2 separate regions of the Mus musculus genome follow, and region 1 is linked to region 2. The links are chromatin contacts, called in public ChIA-PET maps. All regions are on one chromosome and are shown on one strand. Each heading gives the region's core, a stretch centred on a gene start, on an enhancer-like site or on the middle of the called end of the contact. The rest is flanking DNA. Distances are from core to core; before and after follow the strand shown. Region 1 holds the start of Saysd1 (SAYSVFN motif domain containing 1). Region 2 has its middle 49 kb from the start of Gng2.

What was found. ChIA-PET counts read pairs in DNA pulled down with a chosen protein or histone mark.
Region 1: a contact with region 2 is called in an RNA polymerase II ChIA-PET map of effector CD8 T cells, with 39 read pairs. The contact joins the promoter of Saysd1 here to the enhancer-like site in region 2. A contact is called at or near these places in 2 of 39 promoter capture datasets (the C10 cell line and maxillary cranial neural crest), 1 of 484 Hi-C or Micro-C datasets (natural killer cells), 4 of 115 datasets of contacts at active chromatin or transcription factors (effector CD8 T cells, embryonic stem cells and memory CD8 T cells) and 2 of 9 other capture datasets (adipose tissue and liver).

Annotation. Positions count from the first base shown.
Region 1 is chr14:20,080,845-20,085,360 of GRCm38.p6, forward strand. Saysd1 (SAYSVFN motif domain containing 1) reads right to left here and starts at 2,328. Exons shown (of 2, transcript NM_026209.1): 1 at 2,034-2,328. The coding sequence starts at 2,243.
Region 2 is chr14:20,023,716-20,028,116 of GRCm38.p6, forward strand. No RefSeq gene overlaps it. Among named protein-coding and RNA genes, the nearest start is that of Gng2, 49 kb to the left of the region's middle. Within about 2 kb of position 1,751, at least 86 of the 459 cell types and tissues checked have an H3K27ac peak or open chromatin away from gene starts, as enhancers often do. A contact at or near this core is called in effector CD8 T cells, memory CD8 T cells and natural killer cells, where this site is marked.

The DNA of each region.
Region 1 (4,516 bases), core at 1,078-3,577, 58 kb after region 2:
CGGTGCTGGAGATCAAACCCAGTACATCATACATGCAAAAGAACAACTCTGGCCCTGATCTACGACTCCAGCTCTTAAAACTTTCTTTTAAATTTTGAAACAGGGTCAAAGTCGAGCCTTGAATTCACAATCCCCTGCCATAGCCTCCTAAGGAGCTAGGATTACAGTCCTTCCTTACTAAGGAAATCCCCACCCCTAGACAAGGCCATAAAACAGGGCAAAGACTCCAAAATGCCTGCCACCCATATTCTCCAGAAAGCAGTCCACCCCCATTAACATGTACTGGAACTCTGGAGGTAAACCAAAAAAGGCAAACTGACTTATCTTTCACCTGCTGCCCAGAGGTTAAACAAACAGATTCATCCCCCACACTTATTTCAAAAAGCAGTTTACCCAGAAAAGCAGTTTCTGGGTCTGGCAAAGCCATGCTCTCCCAGTCCCTGATCCTACATGGCACGTTCTCCTGTACCCTCAGGTACTGATCAGCAGGGTTTGGGTGTGCCAGCCTCTCAGAGCAATAAAAGTCTGCTTTGTGTAGAGGTCAGACTGGGTCTATTCTCTGTTTTCCTCATTTGACTTCTTACAGACCCAGCCCTATGTATGTATTTGGCTCTTGTTATGGTTACAAGAAACTAAGGCCCTGTGACTGCTGAAAAGCGTAGTGTGCTGGTTCATTTCTTGTCAATTTGACCCAAACTAGAGTCTTCTGGGAAGAGGGAATCTCAATTGAGAAATGAGAGTGCCAGTAGGCAAGTCCATGGCCTGTAAGCTAAAATAAGCCCCTTCCTCCCCACATGGCTTTGGTTATGGTGTTTATCAAAATAACAAAAACCAAACCAGGACACAAATTTCCTCCTTGGAGTGTTTCATATTTCCACCCAGGGATTCCAACCTCACAGGCAAGTACCTTTGCCAGGATACTCCTGTGTGGAACTATATGAAGCCACAATGAGATTCGAATGGGCTATCATACTTGTCCAAATTATTTCTACCTAGATCACTCACAGTTGAACTTGAATACCCTTCTCTAGTCCAAGAGGGGCCTATAAGCCCATGCACATCACTCTAGGCAGTTACAGTGGCCACACTTCCATAGTCAAACCCCGTTTTGCACAGGCCAGACCTTGCTTAGCTTCAGAAATCAAGCTGCATTCAGAACAGTATGGCCATAGTCTCAAACCTCTTTTTGTTTCCTGGTCCAAATCCCATTTCTAAAGTACAAGCTACCCGAGACACTGGCTTCCTCTACCCAAGGTGTGAATAAAGTGCAGCCTTAATTACTGCCACCTCTGAGCCATAACCAGTAAGGCCTTTACCCCCTCACTAGCAGTGGATGCAGCTCAGTGGTTTCAGACCCCAGGACAAGGTGCTGAGGTGTATATTTTACACACCAAGCAGACCTGGCCTCCAGGTTCTCCAAGCATCTCTCAGTCCCTACCTAGCATACCCTACCCCCAACCCTGAACTTTCCAGCCCACAGGCTCTTTACTATATAACCCAGACTTTTTTTTGTTTGGTTGGTTTTCTCTCTTCCTCTTCTTCCTTTTCCTTCTCTCTTTCTCTTCTCCCTCCCCTCTGTCTCCCTTCTCATGGCGACTTCCCTGGCCTCCTTCCTAGGGCCAGTGAACTCATCGGCACAAAAGCAGCTTCCCGATAAACCTATATATATACTAATCTGGCTTGAATTGGCTTACTTCACCAGTGGAGAAATAACTTATCAGTTTCTCAAAGCCACGAATCTCTGTCATTAACTCGCAGTGAACAACTGGAGAGCAGAGATGTTTCTTCAAGCTCCCTAGAGCTTCGCTTTGTTTTCAACTAGTTGCTGCATAGGATTGTCTGGGATGGAAAACGTCAAGGCCACGTATCATGTGCTGATACACAGAGCGGAAATGCGGTGTCCAGCCACGAGGCAGGCGAGGAGAGAGCGCACAGGACAAGGAAGAGCCAGATATCCTGGGTGTGGCTTGGGCAGGCAGGGGCGTGGCCCCCGCGCGGAGGCGGAGCTTCAAGGTGCAGGCCTCTCTCCTCACCTGAGGCTGGTTGGGCTGAGCCTGAGCGATGGCGGGGTTGGCTTTCCGTTTCAGGAAGCGTGTCAGCCAGCCCGTGGCTGTCTTTGGGGTCGCCGCCGCTGGCTCCGCCTTCGCTCCCGAGGTCTGTACGCTCTGACTGGACGTGGAAGGCTGGGCTACCAGACTGGCCCGTTTGCGGGCCTCCCGGAACTCGGCTAACCGCTGTTCCATGGTGCGCAGCCGCCCGCTCGCCGGTGTGTGTCCAGGCCTGTCCTCGGCCGCCGTGCGCCTGCGCACGTGGCCCTCTGTTGCGCCTGCGCGTTGCATGAGCCCGGGTCGGAATTTTCCAAGGCTTTGTGACGTCTGGTGACCCTCCTGTACCTGGAGCGGTCCTCGGTTCTCGAGAGGAGAGTGAACTGAGTGTCCCATCTCCTCCGGCTAAAAGGTTGCGTTTAAAGTATGAGAACCGTCAGATGTTCCGGCTCTTGCCCGGGCCGCAGAACTCAGTTCTGACGTGTTTGCTCCTCACCTCAGGTTCAGGGAAGAACGCATGCGGGGAAGCCAGTGGTCAGCACCGCAGAAAAAGCGTCTCGGGACGCGGGAGGAGACCTGTGATCTCTGGGAAGTTTCCCGTGTCAGAAAGGCAGGATGCGTCCTACCTTCTAACTCTTACTGCAGTCTATCAGTCTCGCTGAAGGTGTTCACACCTCCATTTTCTTAGCATTTAGTTTGCTTGCTACACTAGAAAGATGCATTGACTAGACAAGAAATGTAAAACAAACGAACTTACTGAGGAAAAACTTAAATACACAAACCTGGGGGGGGGGGTTGTCAAAAGACTTTAAAAGCTAAGGATAGGAGGAAGCCAGACTGAAACTGTCTTATGGCCATCACAGGGCCACTCTTGAACTCCCAGCAGCGTGTTTGCCTGCACAAAACCAAACGACCCAACCTTCGCAAGCCCCCACTCCTAACTGGGGAGCTACTTATGGGTGATGATTTCGGGCGGGGTAGAGAGTCAGTTTCATGTAAGCCCTGGTAGATCCTGGTGGATTGCTCCATACCCATGAATGGGAATTTGTGGACTTCTTAAAAAGTGAAAAAGAGGACAAGGTGCGAGAGGGGTCAATGTTGGAGGAGTTAGAGGAGGAGAATGCATATGACCAAAACATACTAAAAATATATAAAATCTATAAATCGTAACTATAGTGTGTAACTACCATCCAGTAAAGAACATTTCTAGAACTCTGGGTGTTCTTATCCTTTCTTGCAATTAGTATTTACCCAAAAATTAAAATTTTAGATCTTACAGTTTTACAGATTTTTAAAGCTCCAAGCTAAGTACCAAGGATTTAGCTAAGTAGCACTTGCAGAATTGAGTCTCAAATACTTGTTGGATACTACTGAGTTCGAGTCAAAAAGCTAGAAAATATTCATTTAACAAATGTTTGTCTAGGGCTATGTGTTGAGTTCGGCACCAAACATTAAGGATTGAGAGCAGGAGGCAGGGATCACAAATGAAATAAAGACCTTTGCTTTCTACATTCTAATTGGAAAGATTTTTTTGTTGTTTTGGGTTTTTTGTTTTGGGTTTTGGGTTTTTTTTTTTTTTTTGGTTTGTTCTTTTGTGTAATGTGTGTGTGTGTGTGTGTGTGGTCTGTATGTCAGTGCAGTTGCTTGTGGAAACCAGAAGAGGGTGTTGAGTCCCCTGGAGCTGGAGTTCCAGGCAGTAGCTGGGGAAGCATTCTTAACTGCTGAGCCATTTCTCCTACTCCCAAAGTGGAGTTTCTATGGCAGTGTCATGTTGAGAAGCTATGAAAATCTCTTTCTCATCAGTCATAGGCCTGTTTCCCCTTAGAGACTGCAAATCCTTTTTGTTCATTGCATTTGTCACCCGACAACACTAAAACCTTAGAGCACACAGGGAAGGCGCATAGAAATAATGCATGGCCATCTGTGGCCTGTGGTGATCAGTGTCCCTGGTAAATGCGGTGCCTTCAGAAGGGTAAGAGAGGAGGCCTGGCAGAACTAAGTGAACCAATAGGGATGATTCAGAGGCCATCTTGCCAGCACCTGGAGCTGGAATAACAGGATGAGCCAAGGTTGCCCGTGAAGGATCACAGAATGGGTAGGGAAGGGTGGGAAAAGGATCAGCTGAGGCAAACCGGGACTTTCCAGGCAAGTGCTGACATCTTCTGTCTTGATTTGCTGACCCATTTTCTATTTGCTGTGCTTTCTTCTTATAAATTTGTTTTGGTACTTTGTAAACTTAAGTCCTTTTTGGAAGAGGTTGAAAGATGAGATACCAGAAAAGATGAAAGGATCATGAAGAACAAATCCCGCCAAGCCAACTTCATTTCCTCTTCAGATGAAACTGCAGGATAGAGAGCTCAAGAGGTGGCTCAGGGGTTAAGAGCAAATGTGCTGCTTTTGTTGAGGTCTGGAGCCTGAATCTCAGCACCCACACCAGGCTGCTCACAGCCACCTGGAATCCCAGCTCCCGG
Region 2 (4,401 bases), core at 501-3,000:
GAAAGGCATTTTGGAAACCTGGAAGAGAAGAGGGGCTAGGTGGCGAGAGAAAGGAATGTAGCCAAGACAGTTACTCTGATCAAGGCTCAAATTTTATTGTTGCGACACTAGTTATGAAGGAAGGGGGAGGGGACCCGATTCCCGCCGAATAATCTCTGGTCCAGTAGAAAGGTGCACGTGTGTGGCTCTGCAGGTTCCAGCAGTGGGCGTGGCAGAACGAATGAGCAGGAAGCTCCACCCCTGAGCAAGCAGGTTTCAGGCTGGGGGAGGGGAGACTACAGGTCATGATGTTTGTGCAGGAATAGAAACCCTGACTATGACAATCATCTACTCTTGACATGGCTGTTCTCCACTCCGGTAGTAACACAGGATGGTTAGAGCAGTGCTCCCCAACCTTCCTATGCTGTGCTCCTTTGATACAGTGCTCATGCTGTGGTGACCCCAACCATAGAGTTATTTTGTTACTACTTCATGACTGTATTTTTGCTACTGTTATAACTTGTAATATAAATGTGTGTTTTTCCATGGTCTTAGCTGGCCCCTGTGAAAGAGTCATTCAGAAACCCCAGCAAAGGGGTCAGGAACCACAGGTTGAAAACCGCTGTTCTAGGCTGTTCTAGACAAGTGCCTGTTGAAGATACAACAAAGCAGTCACTGTCTCTGTGGGCTATTTTAAATTGGAAATTGAAAATCATTTCTTTGGGGGTAATACAACTTAGTATTAAATTTTCTCTACAGTGGCCTTACATTTACTATCAAATCTTAGAATGTATGTATAACAATTTGGTATTAAGAAAAATATGTATTAAGTCATCTTTTTAAATACTAGATATGGTTATTTAAGGTAATAGTCCCAATCTTTAAAAAATTTACCTTGCAAATAGTTTCTAATCAAAAAATTGTGTTTTACTTGAGATATTCTGTGTTCGTTAAATAACAGCTGATTTGCTAATAATTAAAACAAATATAGAGTTCATCATATATGGAAGAAAGGCATGTCACTTAGACAGTTGTGTTCAGTGTGTTCAGCATCCTTGGATACTGATTTAACTGACTTCTTTTACACAGCTTCCAGGTCCTCCTTCCTTATGCAGGAGTCTGAACATAAACAAACATCTAATTATAGATACCTTTTCCTTCTGCTGACCCTGGTCATGCTACAGCCTATTGTACAATTGTCTTTAACCTTCTGTAGATTTTACATTTAACCTCATGTCATATTGATTCATGTTAACCTTAATGTAAGAGTTTTCCTTCTGTAACTTTATCTCTTAATGTTCCCCACAAGGTTGTACAGTTATTATCTTCTGTCTTAGGTCCTGGCTCTTTGCCAACTGTTTTGTTTTATCACGGCCCTCCTGGATGGACCTACCTCTGAGGCACTCTGACTGCTGCTCCCCTGTCACTCTTCTGTCAGCCTTGAAGCAGCTACTGGGAGATGACACCCCCAATTCTTAAAAACAGTTTGGGTGGCCTCTGAAAGGGGACTAATGAGCCATGGGCCATCCAACTCATCCCTCTTCTTGCAACTCTGGATGTGGCTTTGGTACTCAGAACTAAAGCAGCTGTCCTTCTTTCACCGGTTAACTTCTCTGTCTCCCCAGCTCAGCTCAGTTTAACACCTGTCAGGACCAGCTCAACTCCTTGGCTGCTGCAGTGCTCCGAGATTACAAAGCACTAGCCTTGACTGCTGATACGGATGAGGTCTGCGCCTTTCTCAAACACTGTTCCATGCCAAGGAATCTTAAATGGCTTGAAATGGGGCCACCTAGACAGGGACTAGACAAAAATTCAACCACAAGCCTCTTCCTGTGCATGGGTTTCCGGTTCCCTCCCACTCTGGCTCCTCCCACTCTGGCTCCTCCCCTGGGTCACTCCTTTCCTCATACTTAGGTTTTTACCCTGGCACACTCCTTTAATCCCAGCACTTGGGAGACAGAGGCAGGCAGATTTCTGAGTTTGAGGCCAGCCTGGTCTACAGAGTTCCAGGGCTATACAGAGAAACCCTGTCTCGAAAAACCAAAAAAAAAAAAAAAAAAAAAAAAAAAGAAAGAAAGAAAGAAAGAAAGAACGAAATTTAAATGCCTTACTTACTGAACTTCACCCTATACCCAAACAATACGTTCCACACAAGCTCTCCCAATAACCTTCCACTACAACAGCTCCATTCGTTCTTAAGACATCAGCAAACAAACGACCCTTTAGAATCTGTGGAAAAACTGGCTAGAGTGGACCTTCATCCCTTTCACGCCAGGCCAGAGACGGTCCTTTACATTAGTCCTCTATTTTCTCTTGTTCCCTTCCTTGATGCCCTGTAGCTCCCTGCTGCTTTTGCTAGTTGATTTTGGTGCAACAGTCCTGGCAAGGGGACCAGTCACTGTCACTCAGAATCTACTCGGCCCACTTTCTCTCTCTGGCTGTGCTCTGTCTCTCCTGCTTTCCCAGGAAACCTCTCAGCTCTACTCTCTAAGCAAGCCATCTGCTTACAGCCCTCCAATAATTATTTATCAAGTCTTTTCAAGAACACAGGAAGGCAATTCTGCTCCATTGCATCTGATCAAGTTAAGACTCTCCTCCTGCTACATGACCAGAGGACCTCTCTCTTTAGTGGACCCTCCTCTGCAGAAAACAGCTAAAACACTCCTCCCCTGAATTTTTTATAGCCTATCAGAGTTAGAAAGTGTAGCTGAGAGTCTACACTTCCCATCTCCTTTTGTAGGCTTTTGGGCATTCACACATATGAGTGACAAAGATGCCCCCTTCCTGTGAATAAAAACAGTCCCACCTAAGGTCAGACCAAGCCACTTTCTGCCTTCCATATCTCTACAGCTGCCTTTTAATAATCTAACAGCTTGCAATCTGGAAGGTGCACCTATAACCCATTCAAGTGTAAGGTCAAAGGGCCGGCATGCACCATGAACCCCCAGACTCTGGGAAACCCTCTGAGCAAAGCTGTGCTCTAAAAGCAGCATGTACAGCCCACATGGATTTATGAAGAATGAGATTGTAGGGAATAGCTTCAGCCACTGGCCGACACCCTTCAGCCTTGGTTCGGAGTGAACCCAACCTTACAAATAAGTTCTGAGAGTGGCCTTTGGGAGGAAAGCAATCATTAAACGTTACTCATCAAATAAGAGCACTGCTACAAGATGAGGATTGTCACCATCTTTCTGTTCCCAAGAAGTCAATACTTTCCAAGGAAATGAGCAATTAGAGGTGGAACCGTGTGTTCCTGACTCTGCCTGGGTGGAAGACTGTATCCATATTACTGAGTTTGCACTGTGGATGAACAGAGTGGCCTTGGTTTAAATGAAGCACAAGTGTTTCAGTACCCTGAATAAATGTTTGGTTTTACACACACACACAAACTAAAAGAGAAAGTCTTTCTGTTATTATGACAACTAAGAAAGAGTACATGGCAAATTTTACAGGACTCTGTACAGCCACAGTAACTTTCTGTCTTAGGATTTTCATTTTTGTGAAGAGACACCATGACCAAAGAAATCTTATAAAGGACAACATTTAATTGGGGGTAGATTACTGGTTCAGAGGTTCAGTCAATTATCATTAAGGTAGGACCATGGCAGTGTCCAGGGAAGCATGGTGCAGTAGATGCTGAGAGTTCTACATCTTCATCTGAAGGAAGGCAGGAGCAGACTGTCTTCAGGCATCTAGGAGGATGGTCCCAAAGCCCACCTCAAAGTGACACACTTCTCCAACAAGGCCACACCTCCTAATAGTGCCACTCTCTGGGTCAAGTGTATTCAAACTACCATACTCATGTTGGCCTAAGCTAAACCAAAGGTCCTTGCCAAGTGGTGCAGAGTTCTGGGCTTGACTTCCCAGACCCAGATCTGTCAAATGAAAGCGAGCAACTTATTGCATGCCCGCCACTTACGGTGGAGAGAATGACTTCAACAGTGACTTCTATCCTCCTGGAGAGCCTTTGTACATGTGAATAGATGTGTTAATTAAGAAAGACTAGGGTTCTGATGATGGTGATTGATCTTCGACAAGGGAGCTAAAACCATCCAGTGGAAGAAAGACAGCATTTTCAACAAATGGTGCTGGCACAACTGGCCGTTATCATGTAGAAGAATGCGAATCGATCCATTCCTATCTCCTTGTACTAAGGTCAAATCTAAGTGGATCAAGGAACTCCACATAAAACCAGAGACACTGAAACTTATAGAGGAGAAAGTGGGGAAAAGCCCACAGGGCACAGGGCACAGGGGAAAAATTCCTGAATAGAACATCAATGGTTTGTGCTGTAAGATCGAAAATTGACAAATGGGACCTCATGAAACTGCAAAGCTTCTGCAAGGCAAAAGACACCGTCAATAAGACAAAAAGACCACCAACAGATTGGGAAAGGATCTTTACCTATCCTAAATCAGATAG